2 separate regions of the Pan troglodytes genome follow, and region 1 is linked to region 2. A link is a contact called in public HiChIP or PLAC-seq data. All regions are on one chromosome and are shown on one strand. Each heading gives the region's core, a stretch centred on a gene start, on an enhancer-like site or on the middle of the called end of the contact. The rest is flanking DNA. Distances are from core to core; before and after follow the strand shown. Region 1 holds the start of UBTD2 (ubiquitin domain containing 2). Region 2 holds the start of FBXW11 (F-box and WD repeat domain containing 11).

The links. HiChIP or PLAC-seq counts read pairs in DNA pulled down with a chosen protein or histone mark.
Region 1: a contact with region 2 is called in an H3K4me3 HiChIP or PLAC-seq map of stem cell-derived excitatory neurons, with 3 times the contacts expected there. The contact joins the promoter of UBTD2 here to the promoter of FBXW11 in region 2. A contact is called at or near these places in 1 of 7 Hi-C or Micro-C datasets (stem cell-derived neural progenitor cells) and 1 of 1 datasets of contacts at active chromatin or transcription factors (stem cell-derived excitatory neurons).

Annotation. Positions count from the first base shown.
Region 1 is chr4:169,943,312-169,949,388 of NHGRI_mPanTro3-v2.0_pri, forward strand. It overlaps UBTD2 (ubiquitin domain containing 2), which reads right to left and starts at 3,565. Exons shown (of 3, transcript XM_016954201.4): 1 at 3,068-3,565. The coding sequence starts at 3,137.
Region 2 is chr4:169,660,162-169,666,594 of NHGRI_mPanTro3-v2.0_pri, forward strand. It overlaps FBXW11 (F-box and WD repeat domain containing 11), which reads right to left and starts at 3,756. Exons shown (of 12, transcript XM_003310956.5): 1 at 3,209-3,756. The coding sequence starts at 3,253. It overlaps LOC134809992 (a long non-coding RNA gene), which reads left to right and starts at 3,669. Exons shown (of 3, transcript XR_010157047.1): 1 at 3,669-3,865; 2 at 5,708-5,802.

The DNA of each region.
Region 1 (6,077 bases), core at 2,315-4,814, 280 kb after region 2:
ACAAAAACCAGCCTAACTACTCATGTGGCTGAGGCCAGATGACTGCCTGAGCCCAAGAGTTCAAGCTGCAGTAATCTATGATCATGCCACAGTACTTCAGCCTGGGTGACAGAGCAAGACACTATCTCAATAATAAAATATAAAAATAAAAGTTTTTTTATTTGAAAAAAGCCTAAGTAGCTGGAGCTCAAGAACTAAATTCTAGGCAAGGTATATGCCAAAGGAAAATACAACAATTAATCCCAAAACAACAGATAATGCAAAGCTTATAATGTGAATTAAGCCACTTCTATATTCTACAGTCTCTTATAAAAATCTCCCAAATTCCTTCAAAGAAGTAATACACCTAATAAGGAAGGTTTTATTGATAGACACATAATTACTTGCATACATAAGAGATGGATTCAGAGGAAAAAAGGAAAGTATAGTATTTCAAATAGTCAAAAGATTTTTTAAAAATCTTTTTCTTCCTAAGGCTGGCTGATATTTAGAAAGGGTCAAGCTATTCTAAAATGGTGATGTTTGCACAACACTGTGAATGTAATTATTTTGTTTATTTTTTTAAAGACAGAGTCTCACTATGTTGCCTGGGCTGGTCTCCAACTACTGGGCTCAAGCAATCCTCTCGCCTCATCATCCCAAAGTGCTGGGATTACAGGCATGAGCCACCCCGCCTGGTTGGTGAATGTAACTAAATCTGTCATGAAAAGTTTAAATCCGTTGTAAGAAGCATGTGAAGACTCCATATTGATAAAACAACTTTCATAACCCAACACATTCAGATTAAAAACACGGCAAAACCCACCTCTACTAAAAATTTTTTAAAAATTAGCCGGGTGCGGTGGCATGCACCTCGTGGTCCCAGTTACTTGGGAGGCTGAGGTAGAAGGATCACTTGTACCTGGGAGGTCAAGGCTGCAGTGAGCTGTGACCTGGCACTGCACTCCAGCTTGGGCGATAAAGCAAGAACCTGTCTCGAGAAACCAAACCAAGCCCTCCACACATCCCCCAAACCTAACTCACTACCACAGTATGTTTGAAAAGCTAGGGATCTGTGCCAACACCCTTAGGAAAAAGTCTTTCCCTTCCCAACAATCTACTTATTAAGCAATAATTTTTTTTATATGTTAACCTGCAACACACCTGAGTTAATTTCACTAAACCACAATTAACTCTTAATTATCATGACAATAATGGAGAATAAAAGCGTCCATAATCAAATTCCAGAAATAATCCTTTTAGTACAAGAGCCTCTTCCCTGACCCCAGTTACATCAGGGCCCATGTCCTCTCTCCAAAAGAAAATAAAGACGTTTGGTGGTTAATGTTCCTTTTTCTAAACTTCATGTACAGCAGAGCTTATGGTCCAGAGAACTCAGTCCTCAAAGAAACTGATACTATAGCTATCTAACTGGATACCACCGGTAATAAATTACCCAAAGCTAAGATTTCACGCTTTTTAAAGCCCATATTAATAATGCCTGTCTGGTCATAAGTCACACTACCAAAAGGCTTAAATAAATTAACCCACATACATTACGGAGAAGAGCAAAATGCTTATGACAATATTAAAATGAGTGTGAAAAAAATTTAATTAAAACTAAACACTAGCGATAACAAATACTAATATATTTCAGAACCATTAATGATCAACACAATTAGAGGAAGATTCATTTTGATCCTTCAATTTCACCTTAACCCAAGGCTGTTTTAAATCGTGCCCTTTTTATCTTCCTGCTTTGTTGTCACTGAGGATCTCAATATGCCAGTAATAATGCTACGACATAAAATACACTATAAAGTAGCACTTTCATGGACTTTTTCAAGACAACTTCCACTGAGTTCTCAAGTTATTTACCCAGGATTTAGTCATACAGGATACCCACAGATTTTAATAAAGTGGCATGGCTAACCATCATGGAATTCAGGAAATCCATTAGCCAAAAAACTTAGGTGTACATGGTTTGTGAAGAGAGCTTAAGTGACAGGGCAAGCAACTGGTCTAAATGTTAGTATGCTACGATAAAGTTGTAAACCCTCCCATACCCAAACAATTTAAAAATTTACAGACATGCACATTTTAAGGCAGCTAACATTAGGTCACAAATAAAACCAACGCTGTCATCTTTGCCTAAAGGCTGTTTATAACTAAAATATTCTACAGAATGGACGTAACCAAAGGTCACTTAAAGATAGAACTAATTTTATTATTATACTGCCATACTACAACTACTACTGATTGAATTAAAATACCTATCCTCAGCACGCTTTTACTATAAAGTAGGAGTGCGCTCCCGTGTTAGAAAACTTTTAAAGTACTGATCTTACTGGGGTAAGTCAGGGTCCAACTGCATTTGTACTTTTATCCTACATATTTTCCTTCTACTTAAGACAGATGGGAATTTGATTAGCCCACCCCGACAGCACACCGGCCTAACACCCCCAAGCTGTAGCAAGGAGCCACGTTTTACCCGGGAAGACCGTTTCCCCACCCCTCCTTAATACAATGCCTGCGGCCACTGGAGACTCCTCCAGCCGAGCTCCAGAAACTCGCAGGTTTAAATGGCCAATTTGGAACCAACCGGGGCAGCTGTCATCTGAAACTCAGGAAAGCTGAGACCAGCCAACTCCACAGAACAAGGAAGGGTGCGGAAAGATGTGGCGGGGCCCGTCGGAGGGAACGCATCAAGCTCCCTCCCCCCGCCATCAATTCGCTTTTCTGCAACCCCGGCGCCGCCATCCTGATCCTCAATAATTAAACGGCCTGGAGAGGGAGTGAGGTGGCCAGAAGGGCAGCTTCGGGTCCGACTTCCCTGAGCCGAGCGGGGCGGTCGGCGAGGCCAAGGGCTACGTCCCCGGCGCTCAGAGGACTTTTCTTCGGGGCTGGGGTGGGAAGGGGCGACCCCCGCGGCTGGCAGGGCAGCCGGAAGCGGAGCGCGGGGAATGACGTGGAAGAGGGGATGACAAAGGGGCGCGGGGGCCCGGCGCGGCCCGCGGGGGTCGGGACAGGTGGCCGGGCCTGGCCGGGAACAATGGGGGGCCGAGGCTGCCCCCTGGCGCTCACCTACCTCCGGTGCCCTCCGAGTTCTCGTTGAGGCTGCCCGAGGAGTCGTGCTGGGCGCCCACACACCCGCCCATGGGGGCCCCCGGCGCCTCGTCCGCCACCTCCGGACGCTCGTCCGGGCCCGCCGCCGCCGCCGCTGCAGCCTCCTCCGGCGCCACCGCCGAGCTCCGGACAGGCGCGCCGCTCCGCTCGCCCGCCGCGGCCCAGCCTCCGCCCCCCTCGCCGCTCCACCCACCGCCTTGGCTCGGCCCCTTCCTCCGCGCCCACTTCTACCTCAACCCCCGGGCCGCCCGCCCGGCAGGCCTGGCCCGCGCGCCGCCCTCGCCGTCGGCTCAGCCCCGCCAGGCCAGGGCTGGCCCATCCCGGGCGGGCCGCAGCGCCCGCCTCGCCCCCTCACAGCCCCGCACACCCGAGTCCAGGCGAGCCCCGCGCCGGCGCCTCGCGTCCGCCAGGACCCATCGGCCCCCGCCCCGCGGCGCCGCCCTCCGCACCCACGGCCTGGGCTCGGCCTGGGCTCGGCCCGGCCCGCCCGGAATCGCCGGAGAAGGGCGGGGCCACCGGAGGCCGCGCTCTGATTGGCTGCGGGCGGGGCTGCGAGCGGAGCGGGGCGAGGGTGAGGCGGGGGAGGGGACGCAGGGGGCTAGGTGGGGGGAGGACTGGAGGCGGGGGGAGGACTGGAGGCGAGGGGAGGAGGAGAGAGGGAGGACGGGAAGAAGAAAGGAGAGGGAAGAAGGGAGGGAAAGCAGGAAAAGCCGAACAAAAGTGAGAAAAGAGGAGTGGGAAGGGGCGAAATCGAGTTCCTGGCTCCTCGGCCGTCGGCTCCTTCTTGCTGGTGGAAGCGGGTCGCACGGGGGAACCGAGAAGTAGTCGTGGAAGACTCGCAGGCGGGGACGGGGCGGTTTCCCAAATAACGGGGGCTCGGGGGAGAGTGTCCTGGCCGAACCTTGAGGTCCCAGCGCCCTTTGAATTTGTATGGCGCTCCGTGGGTTGGTACCCCGAATCTGGGCTTCCTCTTGCCTGCCCACCCCCGTCTTCCCTAAAATCATGGGGCCCCATTATTAGGGGTGGAGGCAGTGGTTGTGGCAAACCAAACTGAGATTAGAGGCGAGGCGTCCTGATGGAACGCCTGGAAAGAAGAGATAAACGCTGACCTTAGTTCAGGGGGCGTGGGTTTCTTTCATTTTCACGGGATTAATGATTCAAACAATACTACTTATCAAGATCCTGCCTTTGGGTATCTTAAATCGTCCTTAGGCCAAAGTGAAGTGTAAATGAGTGAAACACCCTGCCTTTTCGAATCTAGAATTTGGGACATTGACCACGCCCAACATTCTTGGCGGTTACTTTTCCAATCTCAGCCAAATTGTTAATGGTCCCTTTAGAATTGTGCTTCGTGCTATGATGCCTTAAAATTGTTATCATCCTGCTTGGGCCTTTCTGAAGCTTATTTCTGCCTAAGAAGCTGTTTTAACTATCGGCTCCATTTTTATATCAGACTTTCTTTTTTTAACATCCTGGGTCAGCTTTTGCTTAGCACGAAAAGAAATTTTTTAAGTTGAAATACCTAAGAAAGAGATGCTCTGCAGCTTGGGATTTGCATTTAAATATATTCTCATACACTGCTGGTGGGAGTGTAAATTGGTTCAATCTTTTTTGCAAAGCAATTTGGCAATGCAGATCAAGAGCCTTAAAAATGTTCATATCCTTTGACTCGGGATTATTCCACATCTGGAAATCTAGCTCACAGAAATAGATCAAGATATTATACAAAGATTTAGATCTCTGTATTCATTTGATAAAAAGACAGTAGACAAGCAAAACCTACACTTAGGTTAAAACACAGAAATGTCGTGAGATATAGAAATCTGCTATATTAAACTCATCCTGAAGAATTAGTATTGTCCTCAGTTGTGGTCCTGAACATTCCAAAAAGAGCTTATGCCATCGATGTTATTATGAGTTTTCAGAGGTTGCTCTGACATCAGGGGCTGTGTCACAAAGCCTTCTGTCTGATCATTTTCAACTAACTATACACGTTGGCAGACACATCACTTCATCACTTCCCTGAAGAAGAGAAGCTGCATGCTGAATATTTGCAAAGAGATTGCTTTGTCCTGAATTTCACTCTAGAAATTGCAGAAACCAAGACTTCCACGATGTCTATTAAACAGATGGTAGGCACCCAAATGATGAGGGCTCTCCGATGAGCACTGAGGAGTTGGCACTAGGAAGAGAGAGCAGTCTCGGGGAGAGATTCTCAGCAATAGATGTTCTCCACCCTGCCTTTATCTTAGAGACACATTTCCCAGGAGGCAGAGTAGTGTCGCAGTCAGGGCCCCAGCTTGGCTATTAACTTCCTGGATTGGAATCTGGCTTCCATCGTGTACTAGCTATATGGTCTGAAGTTTCTGCCAGGCATGGTGGCTCACGCCTGTGATCCCAGCACCTTGGGAGGCTGAGGTGGGAAGCTCACTTGAGCCCAGCTGTTTCAGACCAGCCTGAGCAACATAGGGAGACCCTGTCTCTACGAAAAAATTTTAAAAATTAGCGGGGCGTGGTGGTGAGCGCCTGTAGTCCCAGCTACTCAGGGGGCTGAGGTGGGAGAATTACCTGAATCCAGAGAGGTGGAGGCTACAGTGAGCTGTGATCGCGCCACTGCACTCCAGTGTGGGTGACAGAGCGAGACCCTGTCTCAAAAAAAGAAAAAAGAAAGTTTGGCCGGGCACGGTGGTTCATGCCTGTAATCCTAGCACTCTGGGAGGCCGAGGCGGGCGGATCACGAGGTCAGGAGTTGGAGGCCAGCCTGGCCAATATGGTGAAATCCCACCTTTATTAAAAATACAAAAATTAGGCTGGGCGTGGTGCCTCACGCCTGTAATCCCAGCACTTTGGGAGGCCGAGGCAGGCGGATCACCAGGTCAGGAGATCGAGACCATCCTGGCTAACATGGTGAAACCCCGTCTCTACTAAAAATACAAAAAATTAGCCGGGCATGGTGGCAGGCGCCTGTAGTC
Region 2 (6,433 bases), core at 2,506-5,005:
TCATCTTTCTCTTCCAATCAGAAGCTCTTGTGAGTGCTTTCTAGTGATGAGTGCCTGAAAATCAAGTCATATTCCTAACTCAAAGGTTAATAAATACCACGTGATACATATTGTACAGTTCTCATTCTTCCCAATGAAGTCCATTGAACATAGCCTGATAAACTTCACATATTTCCAAAATGAATTACTAGTTTTCTGCCTCATTCATAAGGCGAATTTTACCAAACTCAGAAGTTTGGAAAAATAGGCCCACTAACAGGTATAGCACTGGGCCAATATAAGGCCCTAAAAGTCATCTGGCGGTTAAATTATTTACCATTAGTAACTGTAAATTCAGGGTCTAAATTAAGAGTTTATAGACTCTAATAATATTAAAAGCTGAATCCTATAGAGTGGGTCAGTAGGAGAAGCAACCTTTGTGGACCCAGGCATCAGGCAGCGGTAGGAGTCAAAGTGGGGGTTATATTTTAGAAATTTAACTATTCTGCTATCACCAGCTTTATTTCCTAATATACTTATCAAAAATGCAAGGAAAAACAGAAGAATCAATATTAAGGAAAGTACAGGGATGAAGATTAGAAAATGGAGATAACCAAGAAGTCTGTTTCCTCTTTTTAATACAGCACACTTTGGAACAGCAAATGAAAGTTATCTTGTTAAGCATTAAGTGCCAAACTGGTACAAGCAGCACAATCACAAATATTTGAGTACTGAAGATGACTCATAAAAATCTAAAAATATTTCATGCTTTAGGCTTTCAAAACACCATCAGTTTAACCCCTTTTCCTCCATCAATCGTATTATCTTGAAACCAATGTAAAAAATATTTTTAACCCAGTTCTGGAAACTGTCATTGAAATGCAGTGAAAACAGAAAGCCACATGCAATTAGATTCTAAGACATTATTTCCTACATTTGATCCTGGATTTACTCAATCAGTTGTTAAGCACCTGTGCTACTTTACTAAAATAAATACACATATTTAATTTATGATAAGGGTTGTCTAAGAGTCTTAACTGATATCCCTTTCAGGAAATATCAAAATCCTTAAATAAAAGGCCATTTTAAAATTAATCGTAATATAACTAAACTCTGTTAAATTTTCAAAGAATTCCAGTTTAAATCCCAGTTTATAATGTCCTTAACAGGCTGAAATCTCTTTTCTGATCAAAACCAAGTGCTATCATGTAAAATCAAAACTTTTTAAGTTATAAGCATAGGAAGCCAGTGAATTTAGGCCAAAGGTTTTTATTTTTTTATTTTGTAACCATACACTGACTTGGGTTACAACGTATTTCTTATAATTCTTTTGAAAATAAATACATTTTCGTTATTTTTTAAAGGAATAGAAATGGAAGGAGCTGGGAACAGCCAATTTCAAAGAGGCACCAAGTTACAATTTTTCGATATGAAGTACTTCTGTTGTAAGTACATGCATTGTGTGTACATTCTTAAGAATATGTAATATACTTAGTCGATTTAAGATAGTTACCAAAATAACCCACTACAAAAGTTACAGAATACCAAACACTTGACTACAAGTATGATAAATTATGCTGAAAAGGAAAAATCACTCAGTATGTGACATCCCTTTGAAAACAACCCCACGTGCGCACACACACACACACACACACACGCATGCAAAAATCAAAAACTATCAGTTTCTTTTTTTCCCTCCTAGTTTTCAAGAATGCTAGAGAAGTCCAGTTCTGTGAATTATGCAAAGGACAGCAAACATTAAGCTGCCTCCATATTTATGCTACTGTACTTCCATTTTTAAAACAAGCATCTCAACTCCCCAGACACCATCATCCACAGAAACCATGCAGCTATCCAACAGACTTTCAGTGTCACCATTTATTATTTATAGCGTTAAATGGGGGAAGTGGCTCTGATGTCACCAACCCTACCCAGTGGAATCACTGACTCAATAAACATTTTCACACTGAAGAAAATCTGGCTAGGAAAACATTTTGCTGGGTTAAGTAGATTCTTCCACCTCTCCTCTCAACCCTGGGGAAGAAGTTGTTACCGTGTTAGGAGAGATACAAAGAAACTGTCAAGGCTTCCACAGGAAGAAATCCTGGACATGTCCATTTGCTGATGCAGACTTCCTCTTCCCAGCTCTCCAGAGCCCAGTTTGATTTCCCTCATGTTCACATTGGCAGGTAATATCGGCCATATTTTATTTCTTCCACCAAATCATCCATCAATTAGCAAATTCTTCACTTCTAGCCACTCTCTCACTGTCCTGTTCCTAAAAACCCCTTCTGGTTTCAAATCCTAAAGCTTCGGAGGAGGGTGGAGGGTGTCCACGGACCGGGAGTCTGGCCTGGCTGCCAGTGGTTTCTAACAGAAGAGTGGTCGCTTCCCCCTGGGGCCAAGGATTCCCCTCTTTTTTTTTTTTCTGAGAAGAAAGAACTCGCGGCAGTGATGAGGATGGCTCCCTCCCCAGTCATCTCCAGTTTCCCAAAGCAGCTCTGGAAAACGTGAAGTTGCGCCTTCTCTTTCCTGGAGGATGGAATCCAGAGTACCTGGGGCCTTGCTATGCAAACATCCCTCTCTGCCGGGTAGGAAACCCTTTGTCCGAGAAGCCGGACACCACAAGGGCCCGGGAAAGAGGCCTCCTTATCCGCCACAGCCTCAAACCCGAAAGCTCCCTGCCCCCCCTCCCCCCAACTCTGTAGGGCCTATCCTGGCATCCACACAGACCTAAGGCTGGGGAGTGGGTGCTGAGACCCCTCCTAGGACGCGGAGGCCCAGGCGGCCCCAACCCATCTCCGTACTCCTTCCCACCATCTCACTCGGCCTGAGTGGGGCTTGCAAGCGCGGTGCGGGCCTGGGCCGAAACAGAGGAAAGAAAAAAAAAATCCCTTTCTAAAAGAAGGAGAATGGGGTGCTAGAGCGAGTGCGACCTAAGTCTACAGCATAAACGAGCGAGGGTCGTCCGAGAGCTGGGACCGGAGACGGGACCAGGGGGAGGGGGAGAAGCGAGGGGCATGGAGGGGGCCGGGCCAGGACCGGCCGGAGATGTCGAGGGATCAGAGGAGCCCGCGCCAGGTCCGAGGCCAGGGAAGGCTGGGGGCCCGGGTCTGGGTCGAGGCGTCTGGGAAAGGCCAGAGCCGGCCTCGCACCGGACGTTGAGGTGGGCAGGCCCGCCCGGGGCCGGACGGACGGAAACACAGACGGTCCAGCGGGCCGCACTCACCATGAGCTCGATGGTCTTGTCCTCAATCACCGAGTCGGGCTCCATGGCGGCCCCGGCGGCCCCGCCTCGCTCTCCCCGCGCAGCAGCGAACGGCCCGGGCGGAGGAGGCGACGGCGGAGGCGGCAGAGGCGGAGGCGGCTATCGCACCCACTCTAGCTGCCAGCCCGCCCGGGCCGCCGGCAGCTCCGCCCTCCCCCTCGGCGAACGCAGTACGCAGATCGGGGACTACACCTCCCAGCAGGCGCCGCGGCCCGCAGAGCGTTGTGGGACCGAGCCTCTGACACCAGGTTGCTGGCTCTTGGCAGCCCGAAGCTGAACTCCGAGCTGAGAGTAGCACTGGACTGTGGACGTAGGACGTGCAGACCTGAAGAGTTAAGAGCTTGCTCATGGTAGGGCCTCGAGAGCGCCACGACTACGTGTCCCAGAAAGCCGTGCGCCCGGGTTCTCCTTCCGGCTAGCTTCTCTTGACTTCCTGGCAGCCCAAGGCTGCCCAGACCGGGACGGAAACTCCGAGGCAACTCCTCACTTGTCGGAGGTCCTGCGTATGCGACCCATTTCCGCACATGCGCGGTCCATGCCGCAGTGCCCCCTAGACGCCTAGGTAGCTGCGCGGCCCGTCCGGCAGTGTCTGATGGTAGGGGCAGATGGTGGAGACAGGTGGGTTCTAGGGGCGTTAGGAAGGTGTATAGGCCTGGGGCTCAGGTGTGGAAAGGGGCCAGCGAGTGAGAGAAGCTCGGCCTGGGGAAGAGGCTCTGAGAGGATGGGCATCCCAGGAGTGAGAGTTTCGAGATTTCTTCGGGAAAGACGGGGTTTTGGGAAATGTGCTGTGGTGCTGTCTGTATGTCACACGATCTGCGAGGAGCTGCGAGATTAAAGGGGACGTGCGTATATCGAGCCCCTCATTCATTAGTTCAGAAAATGGTTATTTTTTAAGCATCCAGCTTCCGCTGCGTACCGTTCTAGGCGCTGAGAATCAGCTCTGAACATGACAGACAAGGCTCCTGTTCTCATGGAGCTTAATTCTGGTAGAGGGACGACAGACATTAACCAAAAGAGTGGCTAAGAAGGAACACACAAGCGGAGACTCCTTCTAGTGAACTCAGCCTCCAACTCTGTGTAACTTAAGTCTGTCCGTGCCCTCTAACCAAATCCCACCAGGAAGACACGGATCGTTGAACAAGCTGGGTTTATTACTAGTTGCAGTGACTGAGAACACACATTGAGGCACGATAGGGCCTCTCGGTAAGAGTTGTTAGTGATTTGGGAGAGAGTTTAAGGAAGTGAGAGCTTCACTGGATTAGATACTGTCAGGAAGAGAGGGTCGTTCCATGATTGAGCATCTCAGTTCATCTTATCTAGAGGAAGGGAATTCTAGATTGAGGCTAAAGCTGTGCAGATAAAGAAACAGCAGCCTGGCCGGGCACAGTGGCTCACGCCTGTAATCCCAGCACTTTGGTAAGCCGAGGCAGGCGAATTGCTTGAGCGCAGGAGTTCCAGACCAGCCTGGGCAACATGGCGAAACGCGTCTCTACAAAAAATACAAAAATGAACCGGGCCTGGTGGTGCGCGCCTGTCATCTCAGTTACTTGGGAGGCAGAGGTGGGAGGATCGCTTGAGCCCAGGAAGTGGAGGTTTCAGTGAATGGAGATCGCACCACTCCACTGTACCCTGAGTGATAGAGCCAGACCTTGTCTCAAAAACGAAAAAAAAAAAAAAGTGCAGCAGCAGCTCCCTCATATTAGCCAAGTGGGGATGTTGAGTCATTTTTTGTGGTTTGGCCAATCATCAGGTTTTATCTTTTTATCGTGTTTAGACCCGATTATAGAGTGGTCTTGTATTTGTCTGGATCTATCATGGTCACAGAATGACCTCGTCTGATGTTGATGTTCTTTGGAATTGTTTTTGTTCTACAGGAAAACACAAAGCCTAGCTATAAGGGCCAGGCTGTGGTCTAGTAACATCATGGCATGGCTGATTGTACCAGGCCAGCTTCCAGATATCAGAGACTGCTTTTCACTTTCTCAAAGTATTTTTGCATTCTCTGCACCTATAAAGTCAAAGAGGCTGGATGACCTAGAAATCTTTCCATTACCAAGGACCAAGTTACAGTAATTTGCATGCATTCAGGACACAGTATAAGTTCCCTGCAGGTAGACTTTGAAGTTTCATAGTCCTTACCTGGTGCTTTTCACCAAGGGAATTGAAAGAAAAGCAATAGGAAGAGCACAGAATTGGAAAGTTCTTACCACTGTCATGCTATCTGAATTTCACCAGGTCCCTTCCACTATGGCCCTTAGGACATTCATTAGTAAAACAAAGGGATTAGATATGACCTCTATTTCAGTTACCTGTTGCAACACAACAAACCGCCGAAGACTTAGTAGCTTAGAATAACAATGGTTTATTATGATTTTACAATTGTGTGGGCTGACCCGGGCTCAGCCGGGGCCCACATGCAATCAGCTGGGAACTCATTCAAAATGACTTTTCATCTTCTAGGGCCTCTCCTCCCTGTGGCTTTTTATCATTCAAACGTCTGCATAGTGACTTGAGAAAGGACAAGCCCCAGTGAACAAATGCTTATCAAACCTCTGGTATGCACCACACTTGGTAATGTCCCGTTGGCCAAAACTAGTAGTATGGCCAAACCCATAGTCAGTGTGGGAAGGGATTGTACAGGGGTATAAAAACAGGCATGGGGTAGGAGTCACAAGCTGGATGTGACCCTCTCCCCCGCCCCCCACCCCAGCACATACATATGTTTGTCCTATACCGTCTTTTTTACTGTTTTTAAAATTTGATATTCAGGTTTTAAAAATCTGAATTTCCAGCTTTTCTTGAAAAATTAGAATATCTGACAATTAGATCTACATGGCAACAATATGCAGGGGTTAAATAGCAACTACCTTTATTTAAGCATATATTCTATGGTTTTCCACAGTTGCCATCACTCCTTTTTGTCTTGTATCTGCATGCTTCACTCATTTAAGTTGCATCCCTAACCTGTATAGATATTTGAGTTTGCATCCCCTGGCATTGGAACTGTAGTGGAGATAAATCAAGGTTTCTGTCCTTTTATTAAAATCGTATACCTGGGAGCATGGGGAGGGGCTGCCATCTCTGTGGCTGCACCATGATCTACAAAAAAAAAAAGAAAAGAAAATTGTGTGCTGCCTTAAAAGGAAAAAAGTACTAATATTATTAGGTCAAATTCCAGGAGCTCAG